Linked DNA regions of Arachis hypogaea: region 2 is linked to region 1. Evidence: chromatin contacts called from public Hi-C data. All regions are on one chromosome and are shown on one strand. The core of a region is the stretch at or near the end of the contact, and the rest is flanking DNA. Distances in the headings are between cores, read along the strand shown.

Evidence for each region. A called contact is a pair of places that touch in the nucleus more often than the background predicts.
Region 2: a Hi-C map of leaf shows a contact between it and region 1, with 3 times the contacts expected there. The contact joins the promoter of LOC112802282 here to the enhancer-like site in region 1. A contact is called at or near these places in 3 of 8 Hi-C or Micro-C datasets (all in leaf).

The regions. Positions count from the first base shown.
Region 1 is chr1:37,088,016-37,095,415 of arahy.Tifrunner.gnm2.J5K5, forward strand. No RefSeq gene overlaps it. Among protein-coding and RNA genes, the nearest start is that of LOC112711601, 8.4 kb to the right of the region's middle. Within about 2 kb of position 1,271, at least 3 of the 3 cell types and tissues checked have open chromatin away from gene starts, as enhancers often do.
Region 2 is chr1:37,295,946-37,302,852 of arahy.Tifrunner.gnm2.J5K5, forward strand. It overlaps LOC112802282 (nudix hydrolase 8), which reads left to right and starts at 2,839. Exons shown (of 9, transcript XM_025845406.3): 1 at 2,839-3,316; 2 at 3,585-3,868; 3 at 4,303-4,368; 4 at 4,545-4,682; 5 at 4,770-4,847; 6 at 4,979-5,029; 7 at 5,133-5,167; 8 at 5,347-5,455; 9 at 5,692-6,234. The coding sequence starts at 3,187. The coding sequence ends at 5,901. It also overlaps the pseudogene LOC140181856.

The sequences.
Region 1 (7,400 bases), core at 21-2,520:
TATGTGAAGGTATTTATACCTTCGAGTATGTTTTTGTGTGAATTTTTTGTTTAGGAGATGGAATTTCTCACGTGATTCTAGTTCTAAAGGAATATTATTTTTCGGCAATCTTAATTATGTAATCTAATTTGGTGGTTCGTTTAGTTTCTTCTGGAATATATAGCTCATCCTAGGGGATATTTAGTATCTCCCAGTTGTCTATAACTTGATTAATATCTTCGAAGTAGACTTCTTCTTTGAAGATATTATATTTTGGAGAGAGTTTCTCAAATTAAGTCATTTTCTCAATAAGAGGGTTGGATTTCGTATTGGAGTTTTAGGAGCTAGAATCCGTAATAGTGAGACATCGTGAGAGGGAGCAGATGAAAGACATTCTAGTATCAGAGCTATATATATATATATGGTCATTCTAGTATGATTATGTTATGGTGACTACCATGACTATAGTGTTTTAAAAAGTGTGGCTAAAATTAAAGTAACATTTTTTTTGTTGTTAAACAATATTTTAAAAAGTGTTACTTAAAAAAAAGTGTTACCAAAATTTAAAAAAAAATATGACTTTAATTTTAACAACACTTGCATACCCACCATAATATAGTCATACTAGAATTCACCATATATATATATAGGTGCGGATTGGTCGGATAGGGTTGAGTCTCAACCCACACCTTATCCGACACGCAAGTAAACTTGCTCGTGTTCAACCTGACTGCGTTGGGATCGGGTTAGGTTGGATATTCGTAAATAGAATTACTGTTTTTACCCTAAGTGGTGTGGAGTTGTTTTAATTAGTTGATTAACAGAATGTTTAGCTATAATGGAATGATGAAAATTTTTATGAAAATTTTTTTTGATTGTTTATAGTACCTTTCAACTTGACAGTTCAATTACTAATATGTCGCGAATCTAAGTTCTATATAAGATCTGCTGCTTGCCAATGAGTTGTTATATATACAAGGTGAGATTTGAACTCTAATACTTATTAAAACGGAAACTGACCACTCGACTAATATAAGTTAGTTGAAAATTATTTTTAATATGATGACATGTTGGATTATAGTATCCAACTTTTGGGCCACAAAAATGGTAGGTTTAAAAACTTATACATATTTAGCCAGTTGTATTGTAGACCTTCACACGAGGTTTGGTACAAATGATAGATTTATTGGCTTCGATGCAGTTGCATTCGGGTTTGAAACATGAGTTTAATGTCCAAAAAAAAAAAAACATGAGTTTAATGTATGCAAGTAGAACATAAAAACCTATATAGTTGTGTGTGCATGTGGGCGAATCTGTTGAGCTTTTGATGTAATATCTAGGACAGTGGACAGCCCAAGCCGTCTTTAAAAAAAAAAATTTGTGGACATAAAAAGTTGGAGAATATTTTGTCCAATTGATTAACTTCAATATGAACTCTTGATTAGATTGGGATCAAAATGAAAGATATAGATTGTAGGACTGTATTTTAAGTTTTTACCATAATAACAAGCTTATTGAAGGTTTAGTAACCCGGCACCCAAAACTATGAAAAGAATATAAATAAAAATACAAGCATCAATTTGTTTGTCTCAAAAAATACTCACAGTTACAAACACGAATTTAAACCAAGGCTGCAATAATATTTATGAATTTAACTAATATATGTTTTATAAATATCTATATATATATATATATATATATATATATATATATATATGAAAATTATTATTAATAAAAATTTTAAATTTTTTAAATGAATGTATAATAATTTTTTCTAAACTTATATTTTATAATTTTTGAATAAGTTTTTAAACTAACAATTTTAAAATATATTTTTAGAACATATATTACTATTTTACTAATCCCATAATATATAATCAAGATCAATTCATGTAAGAAAATCATTTATATTTTTGTTTGCCTTGCTACATTACATGTATTACCTTACTTTGAAGCGAAAACATTTGTTTTTACCATTTTTCATCAAATATAAGCGTAGCCTTTAATTAGTTTAAATAATAAATAATATGCTATTTTTATTTTCCAAATATTATATCATGTCATAATATATCTATAGAAAAAACACAAAAAAACTCAAGACTTAGCAGAATTTATTATTTTTGGCTAATATTTTTAGTCATCAGTTCAATTTCTGCTATGCTTTTCTATTTCTGTTCTGAGTGGTATACATGATCACAAATGTTTAAAAAAATAAAAAAAATTATGATATATTTTTAGCTCATACTTTTAAACATTGTTGGTTAATTACTGGCCAAAAATAATAAATTCTATTATTTTTTTAGTATTTCTCATATCTATATTTCTGATATTGAAAGTAGTTATCTTATTATTATTAATAATAATAATAATAATAATAATAATAATAATAATAATAATAATAATAATAATAATAATAATAATAATAATTTGAAAAAAACGTGTAACTCTAATATTATGTTAGAGTTATTCTTGATAAGCCAGCCATTGGTGGATTAATATTTTGATTAAAAAAAATCCAAACTTCAAATTTAAGTTAGTCATTTTTACACGGTCAATCATTTGTTGATTTGCGGCTTGATATACAAAAAATCATACTCTGATTTCATGTTAGGATCATTCTTGTTCTGCCGATTAGTACCCAAAAGGTGTTTTGACAAAAAAGTTAAATTCTAATTTATTATCAGTCTCACTATTATTGTACTAGTTATTAGTCACTAGTAGTGTTTAGATTAAAAAAAAATAAGACTCTAATTATATGTTAAAATTGTTCTTGCATCATCAATTAATGGGAGAGTAGTGCTTTGACAAAAAAATTAAACATATTCTAATATCATGTTATGATTACTCTTGCTCTTTCAAAAAGTGATTTATGAGTATTTTGACAAGAAAAAAGATATATAATTTATGTTAGAATCATTTACACTCCAAGTTAGTTGTTTAGTGCTTTGTAGAAAAATTATACTCTAATTTTGTCTTAAAATTACTCTTGCTCTTCCAATAATCAAGTTGTGTTTTGATAAAAAAAAAAATCATAGTCTGATTGCGTTAGGGTCATTCTCACACTACTAGCAGTTATTGGTTTTATTACTATTTTGACGAAAAAGACATTTTTAATTTTATGAAAAAAATTTATTTAGGATCATAATGATATTGGTAACATATTTTGATTTTGACTTACTGTAGATGAATATAAGAATTTATTTCTCAACGATAATGTTGATAAGAAAATTGATAAGCAAAAAATTGTATTACAAGATAAAAAATAAGTATATAGACTGCAACTTAAAAAATTTTATGTATAGACTCAAGAAATTTTTTTATGATTAATATTTTATATTCATTAAATTATTATCTTATATGGTATTGAGATAAATGTGATTAATGTTTGTATGTCAGTTCAATAGGAGCAAACATATTTTAACTAACCTTGTGTCAGTAGCATAGCTTTTTTGTATAAGGATTAAGATATATTGAGATTATTTTCGAAGTACTTTCTGAATATCACAAAAGAGTTACATCATAAGATCTTAAAAGAATATGGCATGTAATATTGGAAATAAGGTTATATACTCAACTTTAATAGAATAAATATAGTCTCGCTTTAATAAAGTTATAAAATTTAAGTGCACAAAATTTTTTATGTTTCAATAGTAGTTTGATAGATACTAAATTTATATTCTTATAATTATTATATATATTATTAATATTTTTGGCAGATATTTAAACAAGTAAAGAATGAATCATCAAATAGTATTCAAACAAATTTTATTAGAATAAAACATTACACGTCCACATATATAAAGTCAGAAAATATAATTAAAAATCATTGGGTATTCAGATTCTAATATTGTTTGATGTCAAGGCAATTTAGCTCAATTGCAGGAAAATTCATAAGTTAATTGGAGGATCTCCCTTGAAAAGGTAGGTGTTGAGACACTTATTAGTTATTACTCATTCTACTAAAATACTTGATTATAAAATACCCTTTGAAAATATTCAATTAAGTGATTACAAACAGTTGTCACAAATTATATAAATAAATTTGAAAGACCGCTTAAGTTATTTGAATGTGCTAGTAGTTTAATATTTTTAAATTGTTAAATAAAAGAGTTCAAAATATTTAAGTGTTGAACATATTAGCACAAATTAGGATTGCACATGGATCGAATCTTATGTGCAAATCTGCGGTCTTTTATTTGGATCCGATCCAAACCGCAACTTTTTATTTGGATTCGATCCAAAAATTGCGGATAAAATCTTATCTGCAAAGCCATTGGATCAGATTTATTCCACATACTAATAGGATCGGATAGCGGATTTCAGGTAGGTATCCACTGATCTGATCCGCAGATCTGTATATTTGAAAATAAATAAATAAATAAAGAGGTAAATACCAAATTGGTACCCAAAAGATTTTAACGTTGACAAAATGGTACTTGATCTTTGTTATTGATAAAATGATTCTCGAAAGATTTTAAAATTTAACAAAAATGACCAACCTTCAATTGAACTACCTGGAGTTAAAGTTTAAGGATGACATGTTAGTTAACAATTTTCATAATTACAAAATTTATCACTTTTAACTTTTATAATTTTAACAATATCCCAATTTTAATTTTTAAAAAATCCTAATCCCCTTTCTCTGAAACTCTCATCTCTTTTTCTAAATTATCATCATTTTCAAAAAATCATAATATCTTTTTTTCTTATTTATTTTACTGAGGAGACTTCAAATAAGACAGCTAAGAAAGATACATCAAATATTTTAGGCAAGATGCTTATGAAAATTGGAAATAGGGGCAAGTTGACAACGAAAATCTGATTTTTTTGGAGCGGATCAAGAGATTGAACGTGAGTTGAACCACGCTATCAAGGTGTCAATTTTCTTGGATGATAATGGTAATGAAAATACAAATATTTTGAGTGAAGAATCAATGGGATTTTGTTTGTTTTGCTGCTACTATTTTTGCTAAAAACCCCTTACTGGACATGTGTGAAACTGTCTTGATTGACAAAGAATAAGAAAAAGAAGAAGAAAAAGAAGAAGAAGAAGAAGAAGCGCTAAAGTGTTGGGGTTGAGTTTGAGAGAGATGCCACTTCTTGGACGGCATTCTCTTCAGCCTTGGAAGTGGCGAAGCCGCTGCTGCTGTTGTCGTTTCTATAATCACCCATTATGAGCTCAACAGCCATAGTAGCATCACAACCACTGGATCGAGAAAAAAAAAGAAAAATGAAAAAGGGTTGAGTCTTGAGAAGAAGGAGTTGAGTCTCAAATAAGCATCTTTGGTTAGAAGAAAGAGAAGAAAAAGGAAGGAGGAGGGCGGCACTGTTATAGTAAGCCAGAGCCGGAGGTTGGTCGGAGGAAGAAGGAAGAGGAAGGTAGAGGCGGCGATGAATGAAAATGAAGAGGTGTTTATTGGGGAAGAAGAAAAAATTGGAGGAGGATGCTGAAGAAGATGAAGAGACGATTGATAAACCACTATTTTATGGTTTATCTTATGCTCAATTGAGTGGTTTTTATCAACTCTTTACTCACTTATTCATACAATTCGCATGTTTTACATTTTCCTTCCTGATTTTGTGCTATAATTGAAAACATGCTTCTTTGATCTTATATTTGCTTATTATTAATCCTCTCTTATTACCATTAGATGCCTTGATATGTGTGTTAAGTGTTTTCAGATATTATAGGGCAGGAACGGCTCAGAGGATAGAAAGGAAGAATCCAAAAATGGAAGGAATACAATAAGTTGGAGAAACTGCTAAGCTGTCCAGCCTGACCTCTTCGCACTCAAACGGCTATAACTTTAGCTACAGAGGTCCAAACGACGCGGTTCCAGTTGCGTTGGAAAGCTAACGTCCGGGGCTTAGATTTGATATATAATATGCCATAGTTGCCCTGACGCTAGGTGATGCGAACGCGTGATTCACGTGGACGCGTCGCATCTGCGAACTTCAACCCGTGCGGTCGCGTGAGCGACGCCTCCGCGTCACTTGGCCGTGACCTGTACGGACCAGAAAGCGCTGGAAATGACTTATGGGCTATTTCTGACCCAGTTTTCGGCCCAGAGAATACATATTAGAGGCTATAAAGTGGGGGAATGCATCCATTCATGATCATGCTCTGATAATTCATAATTTTAGTTTTAGATGTAGTTTCTAGTGAGAGAGGTTCTCTCCTCTCTCTTAGGATTAGGATTTAGGACTTCTCTTAGTTCTAGGATAAGACTTCCAGTTCTTATACCTTGCCAAAGGTTTATTTTACAGTTATTATTATTTTATTTTACTTGTCATTCAACTAACCTTTTACCTTAATCCAAAACCCCAAAACACACTTTTTCATAACCAATAATAAGAACATACCTCCTTGCAATTCCTTAAGAAGACGACCCGAGGTTTAAATACTTGGTTATCAATTTTAAAGGGGTTTGTTACTTGTGACAACCAAAACGTTTGCACGAAAGGATTTTTGTTGGTTTAGAAACTATATCTACAACGCGACTATTTTTATAAAATTCTTTATTAGCAAAAATCCTAACGTCAACGATGGTTCCAGAAGAAAGGGGATTAGGATTTTAAAAAATTGAAATTGGGGTGCTTTTAAAATTATAAAAATTAAAAGTGATAAATATTGTAATTATGAAAATTGTTAACTGACACGTCACCCTTAAACTTTAACTCCAGGTAACTTAATTGAAGGTTAGTCACTTTTGTCAAATTTTATAAACTTTTGGAGATCATTTTATCAATAACAAAGATCAGGTACCATTTTGTTAGCATTAAAATCTTTTAGGTACTGATTTGGTATTTATCTCATAAATAAAATATAAATAGGTTAGTTTGTAACCCTAAATGAAAACAAAAGTCCATATATCAGAGCCTATGTCCCCTTCCACCCGTTTTTGACGGCTCCATGGTTCACTCCCTCTTCTCAATTACCAACCACCACTATCATCCATCATCTCGGTTCCTTTCTTCTTCGACGTTCGTCACTCATCTCTTCCTCGCCGCTCGTTGCATTGCTCCTTGTCGCCTTGCTGTTCGTAACATCACACATCGTTCATTGCCGCCTCGCTACCTGGGTTCGTCACCACCTCTTTTCCTCTTTCGTGGTAAGTGTTTCTCTCCTTTGTTCTTCTGTGATTCTAGATTTGTTGGTTTGATCCTTGGTGTGTGTACGTCTACTTCTGTTATGGGCTATTTTTGGCCTATTTCAACTTATTCTTGAGAAGATATAAAGCAAAACATGAAGGAGGAAGGCATATATACACTCATATTTTTACATTATTAGGGTTTTTACTTATGATTCTAAAGAGAGAAGCTCCAGCTTCTTCTAGAATTACTAGGTTTTCACTCAAATTTTCACTAGTTTTAGGTTTTGTTCATCATTTCTTGTTTTGCTACTCAATTTTACTTAGATT
Region 2 (6,907 bases), core at 1,589-4,088, 210 kb after region 1:
ACCCCTTTCCCCTCTCACTCTCTGCACTGTTTCTAAGTCTCTTTAGTCACAAATCTCATGCTCTCTATGTTCTTCTGTCGTCTGCCGTTCACCCTCGTGCTACTGTCTGACATGCTATTTTTGTTCACCTGCTTCTCCTAGCATTGTTCTACACGCCTGCCCAGTGCTGGAAGGTCAAGGAAGTTGGTGACCTGATGATAGGGGAGCCGGCGACCAAAGCCCCGGTGAACGGCGGCCATAACTATAACGGTCCTAAGGTAGCGAAATTCTTTGTCGGGTAAGTTCCGACCCGCACGAAAGGCGTAACGATCTGGGCACTGTCTCGGAGAGAGGCTCGGTGAAATAGACATGTCTGTGAAGATGCGGACTACCTCCACCTGGACAGAAAGACCCTATGAAGCTTCACTGTTCCCTGGGATTGGCTTTGGGCTTTTCCTGCGCAGCTTAGGTGGAAGGCGAAAAAGGCCTCCTTCTAGGGGGGCCCGAGCCATCAATGAGATACCACTATGGAAGAGCTAGAATTCTAACCTTGTGCCAGGACCTACGGGCCAAGGGACAGTCTCAGGTAGATAGTTTCTATGGGGTGTATGCCTCCCAAAAGGTAACGGAGGCGTGCAAAGGTTTCCTCGGGCCAGACGGAGATTGGCCCTCAAGTGCAAAGGCATAAGGGAGCTTGACTGCAAGACCCACCCGTTGAGAGCAGGGATGAAAGTCGGCCTTAGTGATCCGACGGTGCCGAGTGGAAGGGTCGTCGCTCAACGGATAAAAGTTACTCTAGGGATAATAGGCTGATCTTCCCCAAGAGTTAGTTCATATCGACAGGATGGTTTGGCACCTCGATGTCTGCTCTTCACCACCTGGGGCTGTAGTATGTTCCAAGGATTGGGCTGTTCGTCCATTAAAGCGGTACATGAGCTGGGTTCAGAACGTCGTGAGACAGTTCGGTCCATATCCGGTGTGGGCATTTTCCCTCTCTTTTTCTTTTGCTCTATGTTGTGTTTTGCCTCACGCATTTGCTTCCTGCTGTTCTCACTTCTCCGCTATTCTCCTACTTTTCCTACCTCTGCTGTGTTCGCACCTTTATCTCTGCCTCTTTGTATCTCTAATTTGCTTTGCTTCACGCCTCCAAGCTCTGCTCTGCCCAACTGCCTCCATTCTCTATCGCAACTGACTGCTTGACCATCATTTTCTTTAACTGTGTTGTTCGGTCGCTATATTCAAGCTTCTAATTTGTAGCAGCTGCCACTAGCTAGTAAGTATACAAGTTGGTGAAGCATTAGAAAGTTTGTTACAGGTATTTTTTTTTAAAATATTATTACTTTTAGCTTTATTGGGTTAAGCTATTGAAGATTTGGAGATTTAGATTTTATAAGTATTACAATTTATAATTTATTGTAGTATTAAATGCTAGTATTAGTAATTGGATTATTTGATTTTGTTTATGCAGGGATAGAATGATTGAGAATGTTGGTTCAAGACAGCATTATCAATTGCTAGTATTTCTCCTATTTCTATGTTGTACTTATTGTATAGTTGTGAAGGATTTGAATTACTATTTATTATAATTTGTACTTCTATTTTAATTTAGTATGTGTTTTATAGTTGAAATTGTTAATTTTAATGACTAAATTTAAGAAAAAAAATATATATTATATATGATATATATTTATATTTTAAAAGAATTTTATAACATGTAAATTCATACGAATTTATAAGTCGAGTCTACGAGTAGAATCTAGGTTAGTTCCACGTGTTTACTTAGACTCGCGAGTTTGTTAACCTTGCATCCAAGAGTCGTTTAATAAGTAGGCCACTCTTTGTAATGAATTAGTACCGGTCAGAACTACGAGCATACCTCGAAGTCATTATGAGATAAAGAAGCTAGTTTCGAAACTAAATCTAAATTTGATGAAAATTGATTGATACATGAATGGTTGCATGTTGTATTACAAGAGAGATGTAAACTTTATTGCTTGCAAATTTTTCACGATACACTGATATATCAGGCAGAAAGAAAGATAAAGGATTAGTAAATGGAGATTACAAAAAATTCTAGTCAAAAGGATGTACTACTTGTTCTTAATCTCTAAGTTAAAAAGATTGTATGCCTCTATGAGTTCGACCCCTCAAATGATATGGCATAGTAACAACAAAAGACCATAACCTAGATTGCCGACACAGCAGGATCAGGGAGACGATGACAACGACGACGATTATCAAGACCCATAATAATTAGGATTTTCTTTTGATTTGTTTAACAACAATTATCATTTATCTCTTTGTTATGTCATATTATAGTTAACTATTTTGATTAAAAATAATATTTTATTTTTATCAATTCGAATTTGAATATTAATTCTTGACATATTTATTATTATATATCAGGTTATAACAGTGTTCTATATAGCCTATTTAAATAATAATAAAAAATTAAAATTCATTATTACTGTTAAATTTATCGGCGTGTAAATCTTTTAATATGAATTAATTTATTTTTTAAATAATATTTTTAAATTATATATACCCGATGGGTTTACCATGAGACAAATCCGACTCCAATAAATATGTGAAAAAAAATTACATAATTAAATTCTTAAATAATTGTTTAAAACCGCAATTTACATGTTAAAAAAATGTAACGAATTCCGTTTAGAAAAATGCATAATTAAATAATTTTTTATTAAATTTCATTCAAGTAAAATAATCCTTATTTTTTATCTTTATTTTTTTTAAAATTAGAATTTAAAATTTAAAATTCAAATAAAAATTAATTTAAAAAAATTAACTAATACTTTTAGTCAATTATCGTTTTAAATGTAATCACGCATGTATCAAACCAAAGTAGAAAGACGACAAAGCACCTTCTATTTTAGTGATGTGATGCGTAACACAACGGTTTGATTTCGACCACCAGTTCCAAAAGAGTTGCGCCAAGACTTGGATTCAATATAGATGCATAACTTGTCCAAATGTCACACCATTTATCTGCTTTCGCTTGTTGCTTCTCATAATCAATTATTGTTGTAGAAAACCTTATAGATTATTCCTATGAATCTGTCCTCGATATGTGCAATTGAATCCTAGATTTCTGTGAATAGTCAACTACTATATGTGTGTACTACGCATTTGCAAACTTGATTTCATTGGACACTGAAACTGTGGCTACAAGTGAAGTGAGTGATTTTGATGGACCTCAAATCCTTCTCTTCCAATTCCCTGTCCTCTTCTGAGGTTGCTCTTCTTGCAAGATCGTCTTCCTATTCTTACAATGCTTTTAGGCACAAATTTGGTGTTAGACTTTCCGAGTCTCCAAGAGGTAACCCCAAACTCTTTTTTCTTACTGCATTTTCATTGTTTTTCTTCATTGAATAGTAGTGTGAGCTTTTCTTCTACTGATGAAATGCTATTTGATTTGTTCTTAATTTTTTGCTAAATAATGTGTGTGCCCTTTCTTTTGTTTTTTTTTTTACTGCCTAACTATAAAAGATGTTACCAAATACCGAATTAAAAAAAAAAAAAAACCCGAAGAAGTTATTATTATTTTCTTGGGTTTAATAACTGTGTTCTCTCATCTTGGATTTCAGGGATAATTATTAGGGCTTATGGTGGTCCTGAGAACCATTACTTGGCAAATAAAGCTATCATAAGCTTAGCTGGTGGTGCAAATAATGTTGCAGCAGAAACAAGTTTTCACAGTTCTAATGGATTAAACGGTTCAACTTGGAGCCTTTTCACAAGAAATTTGAAAGTACTTGAAGCCTATGATGATGAGTATGGTGGAGTTGTCATTGATCCAGATAGGTTGCCAACCAATCCGTCTGTTTTCGCTCGTGCCCTGAATTTGTCTCTTTCACATTGGAAAAAGATGGTAAATCCTCTGCTCAATTTCTGATCCTCAGTTACAAGAACTGTATGCAAGTTGAGGAGACAAGCAACCTAGAACTTTAGGGTGTATTTGCGAGTTAGAGTTTCAGAGGGAAAGGTCTGAAGAGTAAAATGACTTTGCTTTATTCTTCAAACCTGTCCCTTTCTTCCATTTTCTGGAACAACAAAACTCGCAAACACCACTTTGGAATAGGGTGTGAGTTCAAATCCTAGGGTGGAGATTCTTCTTAAACTTGTAAAATAAGTAAACATATCTCATGGTCTTAAAATAAGTAGATGGACCAACAAGTACTAAAATATTCACTGATTTTTGGTGTCAGAGTTTGCTATATCTGATTAGAAAAGTAGTTACCATGGAAAATCTCACTTTAGCATCATGCTCTTCACAAACCACACCTGACTTATGAGGATTTGCAGGGAAAGAAGGGGATTTGGCTTAAGTTGCCTATTGAGAAATCTGACCTTGTTCCAGTTTCTATCAAGGTGATTTAACTTTTCACATGTTAATATGAATGAAGAATTAAAGATTACTAGTGACTAGACAGAAAAATCGTGTAAATTCTCTGCTTGTCCCTAATTATTGAATGGACAGAAAATCAACAAGTTTTAAAACCTTTCCCTCTCTTTGAATTTCTATGAGTAACTAACTTTGGTCTCAGGAAGGCTTTCAATACCACCACGCAGAGCCGGGATATGTGATGTTAACTTACTGGATTCCTGAAGGACCTTGCATGCTTCCGGCCAACGCGTCGCATCTAGTAGGAGTTGGGGGATTTGTCATCAACGAAAACAACGAGGTATGATTGCTCCTATTACCAATCAAGCTCATTTGAAAAGTTACTACATGTTCTGAAATTTCTATATCAATTCAAAAATTTGTAAAGGTGCTTGTAGTGCAAGAAAAACATTGCTCTCCTGAAATCCTTGGTCTTTGGAAGATCCCAACCGGATTCATTCTCGAGGTATACATAATTTTATAGCCGCACTCATCAATCTTCACAAATCATTTAAGAAGAAAGAGACAATGAACCAATTGAGATGGTATTGAGTTATACTGAAACTTGAATTCTTTACCACTTATCTGAAATACCAGGCAGAGGAGATATACACAGGAGCCATAAGAGAAGTGAAGGAAGAAACCGGCGTAAGTTCATGAACTTCGAAATATTCATTAACTCGTGTCGTGTACTATTTATCAATTGCAAAAACCGAGGGCTTACCTTTAATACTGGTGCTTTAAACTACAGATTGATACAGAGTTTATAGAAGTCATAGCATTCAGGTAACAACAGCATTCATACTTGCAGTTATGCAATCAAGAAGTTGAAATATTTTTTATAAAATTGTGTAAATTGCAAGGAATTAGGATATATGTTTATAGATTGGTGCTGAATTTAGTGCTTTTGATCCATTACGGTTGCAATTTTCTTTGTGACTGATAGATTTAATCATCAACCGCAGGCATGCGCATAATGTGGCTTTCGATAAATCAGATCTGTTCTTCATCTGCATGCTAAGAGCCCTATCGTCCAAGATTGTTGTCGATGATCATGAAATTGAAGCTGCAAAGGTTTGATATTTACTCATTAGAGACAGTGAAAGAAAACTATATACCATAAAGTTAGTTCAATCAATGAAATCTCATAATCCTAATCTTTTTTCTTCTGAAATATTTATTAGATATGACCTGTTAGGAATACAATATTGGTGCATGCCACAGTAACTTAAATTGGAGGTGGCTGCTTCTTTTAAGTTCCTATTTGAGTTGAGGATTTCCAACAACTTTGATGTGATATATGTGTGCAGTGGATGCCCCTGGTAGATTTTGTGAAGCAACCACTAATCCAAGAAGATTCCATGTTCAAACAGATCATAGACATCTTCGTCGCCCGTCTCAGCAAGCGTTACTGCGGCCTTTCGACTCACCAAGTAGTTTCAAAGTTTGATGGCAGGGTCTCTTCCCTGTACTATAATGTTATAGACAATGACGAAGATATCAACTGTGTAGGAAATTAAGCCAAGGATCTCAAAAAACTTCAAAGGGAGAAAGCAAGAACCGTTCAACAAGTTCTCAAATCTCAAATAACAGCAACAGGCTGAAAGTTGAGCTAACTATTGCACCTTTCATCAGATAAAGAATCTGATATATGCCCGATGTAATAATATAAGTGCAATGTTATTTCGAATGTATATAGTTATCTTAAATAACAATGTCTCCTACTATATTGTAAATAGAAGAGCCACGATATTTATGGGCCTTCAATATAATCATCCGTGGAATTAAAACATCATTGTATATTTGAAGGTTAACATATTAAACTGAAGTTGCAGAACTTTTTTCTTCAGCAATGCTATGTGTATAGCTACATTTTATTTAGACCAATTATGGTAGCATTCAAGTTATTTTCTGTTTCAACATAGTTCTAAGAAAAACCGGTAGTAAATCTGTTCAATATTTGATTATTAAGTGGGTGTTTGGATTATAGTTTACAAACGAAAGTTTGAATAAAATTGATTTTGCAAACTTGATTTTAATGAAAAGTAAGTTTGTGTTAAGTGATTTATGTTTGACGATATTTATATCAAAATGGATTATAGTAAAATAAATATTGTTTGGATTACACTACTCAAAATCACTTTTAGATACAAAATTACTAAAATAGATATCAACTTAAATAATTTTTGTATATTATTTTATCATTTTAATTTAGATATTTGAATAGATCTTATTAACTAATTCTATAATAAAATTAATATTTATACACTAAAATAAAAATAATATATAAAAATTGGCAAAATATACTTTTAATTAAAACTAACAAAATATAAATTTTAGATAGTACTAAGAATAATAAAAAAATTAAATATTTACCTTGGTAGTAATTGAAATAAATCAAAAAAAAATTTATGATATTTTTTATATAGTATATTTTTAGTACTCTTAGTACTCTTTTTTAATATGCTATAATCTTTTATTATTATTATTTACAATTAATTTTTTTGTTTAGTTTACTTTCTTAAT